2 separate regions of the Ovis aries genome follow, and region 1 is linked to region 2. A link is a contact called in public Hi-C data. All regions are on one chromosome and are shown on one strand. Each heading gives the region's core, a stretch centred on a gene start, on an enhancer-like site or on the middle of the called end of the contact. The rest is flanking DNA. Distances are from core to core; before and after follow the strand shown.

Region 1 (2,782 bases), core at 279-2,778, 190 kb after region 2:
TGAACTGAACTGAACTGGAGACTGTGGAGTAAGGGTGGCTGTTGATTTCGCCGTTATGGTTCCTGGGCTCCACTGTATTTTCACACCTGCATTTATGCTTTTTCTAGCTATTCTGTCACTGTCAGGCTTTCATGTGTTGGTTTTCCCTTCTCTTTTTGAGCCTCCCTCTAATGCTTTCACTTTATTGCTTTTAATCTCCTCTAAGTTTGGAGACCAGGCACAAATGGTTCATCTTTCACAGCTCATCTCAGTCCAGGTATGAGAATTATTACAATTTATCAAACACCTACTATGGGGCTTGGATAGCCACCCAGGTGGCTTAGTGGTAAAGAATCGACCAGTGCAGGAGACACAGGAGAGGCAGGTTCAATCCCTGGGTCAAGAAGACCCCCTGGAGGAGGGCCACCCACTCCAATATTCTTGCCTGGAAAATGCCATGGACAGAGGAGCCTGGTCGCAACAAGTCGAACACGACCTAGTGACTGAGCACGATGTGCTGAGTGTTTTACCAGCTGTTTTGCAGCCATTATTTCATTTTTCACAACAGCCCTGTGAGTTGGACATTTTAATCTCCATTTTATAGATGTGTGGACTGGGGCTCAGAGAATGTAAGCGACTTGCCCAAGGTCACACAGCGGCTGGTGAGTGGCCAGGTTAGAATTCAGATGCAGTGTGTCCAACACAGGGACCATCCAAACAGTTCCTGCTGAGCATCACGGCACAACGTCTGTGGTAAGTCGCACGCTGTTGCCTGTCGCTTGTTACTTTGTTGGGCTATGAGAGCCTTGTCTTCCTAAGTAGAACGTGAGCCCCTTGAAGGCAGTGACCTGGCTGCCCACTTACATACTGCCCATACCATTGCCTAGTGTCAGGATCCAGGTGGTCAACAGTTGCTTTGCAAAGAGCAGGAGCCCGGAAGACAGGGGAAAAGAGAAGGAGGCAGGCTGTTGCCCCTTGGCACCCAACCTCTCATACCTCCCTACGGCCTAAGAAATTCAACTTGCCCCCGGCATTCATTCAGCGTCTATGGACCACTCTAGGGTGGGAGGGAGGAGAGGCTGCCCAGGCGGCTGGCATCTCCCTGGGAACGGACCGACTGATGACACGGAGGCTGAGCCGGGGTGAGACCCCACGAGGAGGGGGCCATCCAGTAGGGAAGGCAGGTGTTGGGTCCAGGGTTTCTGCTAAAGAAATTCTAGAGCAGGTGCCCCTGAGGAAACTCCTTCTTACACAGCTTCTTTCCTGAAAGGAGAATGAGTGGAATTCCAGGGGACCCAGTTTTCCAGCCCAAGCAAACCAGGCCAGCACCCCAGCAGGGCCTGATTTTGCTAAGTAATGCTGGCTCTGAATCTTCGCTTCTGTGACTCGAACTTGGAGGTGGAAAAACAGCCCCATCACATGACTTTCGGATTTCCCCATGACAGGACACTTTCTGTTTGTGTTTTGGTTCTCTGGCGGTGGCTCTGTGCTCAGAGGGGAGCCCCTCCCCACCCCGCCCCACCCCACCCTGCTGTGTGACCCGGGCGCGCATGGCCATGTCACGTGACCGTGGCTGCCCCGCGAGCCAAACATTTCTCCAGGTGACATCATGGCCTTGCTGATTGCCCAGGTGTTTCAGGGCCTCCCGGGGCTGACACGGAATTTGCATCACTTCTGATGCTTGGCTCCCGATTTGTTTGTCTTTGGTTAATGGTAAATCTGGATTGGGGTCGAGGGAAGTTGTTGAGACGACCAGACGGTAAACACGTCTCACAAAAGCCTGGCAGCACCAGGACCTCCGGCCCCCCTGCCCCTCCCCCACGCCGGGAGTCATCACGGGTCTTCCTGGCCCTGCCTGAGGCCCAGAGATTGTGATCAGGACACTGAGGCAACATCCTGGGACTTACTGCAGTTTGGGGACCTCTGTGCACCAGCATGCAAGACCCAGAGCCAGGTTTTTCTGAGCCCCAGAGGGCTTGAAAACAGAGAGCTGTTCCTCCCCTCTACCCCAGGGATTCTGAGTCAGTATGTAGGTCTGGGATGAGATCAGAAAATTTACACATTTTTAGGCAAAGCCGATGCAGCTGGTTCAGGGACCACACTTTGAAAAGCACTGCTCTAAATCTCCAGAACTCACCCAAAAGAGAGGCCGTATGTGTGGAGGAGCTTCCCTGGTGGCTCAGACAGTAAAGAATCTGCCTGCAAGGCAGGAGACCCGAGTGCAGTCCCTGGGTTGGGAAGATCCCCTGGAGAAGGAAATGGCAGCCCACTCCAGTATTCTTGCCTGGGAAATCCCATGGACAGAGGAGCCTGGTAGACTCCTCTTTGCGCGGGATGGCAAAGAGTTGGAAACAGCTGAGTAACACACATATGTGTGGGAGCCTCTCAAACTGGTTGAGGAAGCTGGCAGCTTGAAAGCAGCCATGGTGGGAGTATTCACACCTCGAAAATCAGTGAATGCTACAGACCAGAGCTTTTTTTTTTTTTTTTTTTTGACAGGGATCTGGTTAATAAACGTTTACCGGGGCACTGCTGGGTAAACAAAGGGCAGTCTTTCTCCTCCTCTTTGCTCCAAGACTGGCATGCTGTGACTCAGGAACAGGACAGGAAAACTCAATTAGAATTCTTTGTGCCTCCCTTTCATTTTCTGTAAATTGGAAATAACAGCATCTCTCTCACTGGGTCATAAGAATGAAGCAAGAAAATAACTATGAATCATTTAGCAAAGTACTCAGCACAGAGTAAGTGCTCAAAAACATTAGCTATTATTATTGTTACAATCCTTTGGATTATAGGGAATCTG
Region 2 (2,700 bases), core at 19-2,518:
CTGTGAGCAGGGCCAGCTCTGGACGAAGCCGTAGAAGGCCCTTGTCTGCTTCCTTCACCCCAGTCCCTAGGCATCCATGTACCCTCTTGGTCTTCCCCATTGCAAGGCACAGAGGACTGGTCCCCAGCTTGGCTGGTCTTCGCTTTTGTCTGGGATGTGCGTGTGAAGAGAGAATGCTGAGGCCAGCCCAGGGTCAGTGACTTGGGAGTCTGGCACCAAGCCCAGGAATCTGTATTTGAACTAGTCCCCTGGTGATTCTGAAGAGCGGCCCAGCTTAAGAAACACAGGCAGAGTGCAATGAGCAAGGACTTTGGAATCAGACAAAGCTGAGTTCAAATTTAACTGCTGCCACTGTGGCCTGGGGCCCTACCTAAGCTTCTCTGAGTCTCAGTCTGCCCATCTGTAAAATGTGAAACTTCAGGAAAATAATGTATTTCAAATTTGAAAGATGTTTCTCAGTTGAAAGTCTATTCTCAAATATAAAATCAGACACTCCCCAGGCAGCTCATTAACGCAAAGGGAGAAGGATTCATTAACCTCATCATTGCTAAAAAACGAATCGGCTTATGCCTACCTCCCACCCTGTCCTCTGACCCACTCCCATCCAGGAGTGCAGAGGGCAGAGCTCGTGACCTCAATAATTGTGTCTCGGCTTGGCAGGTAGTATGCCGCCAACAAATATTTGTCAATTCCCTGCTTGATTTATTGTACTGGCTTACTCAGTTTCAGCTAAAGTCTTTAAGAATCTAGTTCTTGGGACTTCCGCTGGTGGTCCAGTGGTTGAGAATCTATTTTGCAAGGCAGGGGACTCAGGTTTGGTCCCAGGTCAAGGAACTAAGGCCCCACTTGCCACAACCAGAGGGTCTACGGGCTGCAACAAAAGATCCCACCTGCCACAGCCAAGACCTGATACAGTTGAATAATAAACAAATAAGAATAATAATAAGCAAAGTGTTGACTAATAATAAACAAACAAAACAAGAATCTTGCTCTTGGTAGTGGGGGAAACATGGCGGGAGAGAGGTGAACTATGGGATTAGGTAATATTTTATAGTTGGATTTTTGTTATTTCTGCAGGACTTGTGGCAGTATGGCTTAATGAGAGCAGAGAGTCTTTAGAATCTGCTGGACTGGGCTTCAGATCTTAACCTTCCCCGTACTGTCAGGACAAACTAAGCTCTCAGTGGATCAACACAGCAAGTGTTTACCTCGCCCAAGTCAGAGGGCAGGGCGAAGGGTGCTCTGCTCCATGTAGTCACGCAGGGAGCAAATTCCTCCCATTTTCACAGCTTCCCAGTGCCCTGGGTCATCCAGATAGTGATGGGAAAGGGCATGAATAGACCAAGGACCAGAAGTGGCAAAATCATTTCTGTCCCTATTTCACTGGCCAGAACTCAGTGATGTGATCAGCCTAATTGCAAGATGACCAAGGAAATAGTTTAAGACATACCTAGAAAGAAAAAGAGCAAATGGATACCCATGAGCAGTAGAAAGTTCTGCCAAAACCATTCATCAGCTGTGTGACCTTAGACAAATGCCTTGAACTTTCAGCCTCAGTTTCCTCATCTGTACAATGGGAGTGATACATGTCCCCTGGGACAGCTGAAGACTTAGAAGATGCACATAGCATGCTTGGTACACAGTGTGCCCTTGCCTTTGAAATATATGGAAGAGCATGTTTTCTTTTCTCTGAGTAACCCCAGATACTGAATGGTTGAAAGCTGGCCTTCAGCAAACTTCCTACATAGTTAGGGGCACACAGAAAACACAGATCCTCTCTCCTGGAGTGGCGGGTTCAATTTGGGTTATCTCCTTTCAGGGAAGCAGTGAGGTGGTTCCTGAATCTTGGGGAAGTTTGTTTTAAGGTCTTTTCACAACATGTGTTGAGAGTTTGCTGGAGTATTACCTTCACAACCAGAAGCATCTGTACTCTGATTACCTGGAGGAAAGAACCAGAAGGGAATGACTTCTATGGCAGCATCAAACAGTTTTGTTAATATACGGGAAAACATTCTCATGAAGCTTAGACTGGTGGAAAGATTTTGGAAAAAAATCTTTTCTTGAAATCTTCAAGAAGACGCCGGTTTCTACCTTTTGGACTTACTCAGCACATCCCAGCCTAGGGGCAGAAGAATGGAAGCTGTTGCTTCTGGGGCCACTTCATTCTCTCCTGTCCTTTCTTGGAGGGGTCTCTCTCTCCCTGTAAATGAGGTACCTAAGGCTTTGTGCCTGAGTTGACCTATCCCAGAGCTATCCTCTGAGGCCTTTTTTATAGGAACATCCAGACTGCTGCCTGGCCAGATTCCAGAACATTCTGTTCACTTGACCAGCCGTACCCAACGAGGACAAGTAGAAGAGGGTCAACGTAGGAGATGCAAGAAGAGAGGAGAATATCAGAGTGTTGTCAGGGGGAGCGGGATGTAAATAATGCCTTATTTCAAAGATGCTGCAATGGCCTGTGTGCCCTGCCCTCCAGCATCGAGTGGTTTTGGCAGGGCATGGGGCTGAACCAGAGCTCGCAGCCAAGAGAGGAGAGGCGGGGAAGGCTTGGCAGCTAGATGCTTTCTCTTCCTGTGACTTTTGCTGGGTCACTTAGTAACGACATAGAACCCAGACTGCTCCTTCCTCCGAATGACTTCCAGCTGCACCCCTCCCCAAACCCCAACTCAGAACACTCTATTTTTAATTTTCTCTTGGGAA

What was found. A called contact is a pair of places that touch in the nucleus more often than the background predicts.
Region 1: a contact with region 2 is called in a Hi-C map of liver, with 3 times the contacts expected there. The contact joins two enhancer-like sites. A contact is called at or near these places in 5 of 16 Hi-C or Micro-C datasets (blood, liver and tail adipose tissue).

What each region holds. Positions count from the first base shown.
Region 1 is chr12:70,562,128-70,564,909 of ARS-UI_Ramb_v3.0, forward strand. No RefSeq gene overlaps it. Among named protein-coding and RNA genes, the nearest start is that of NENF, 51 kb to the right of the region's middle. Within about 2 kb of position 1,529, at least 15 of the 54 cell types and tissues checked have an H3K27ac peak or open chromatin away from gene starts, as enhancers often do. A contact at or near this core is called in liver, where this site is marked.
Region 2 is chr12:70,376,728-70,379,427 of ARS-UI_Ramb_v3.0, forward strand. No RefSeq gene overlaps it. Among named protein-coding and RNA genes, the nearest start is that of GARIN4, 19 kb to the right of the region's middle. Within about 2 kb of position 1,269, at least 2 of the 54 cell types and tissues checked have an H3K27ac peak or open chromatin away from gene starts, as enhancers often do. A contact at or near this core is called in liver, where this site is marked.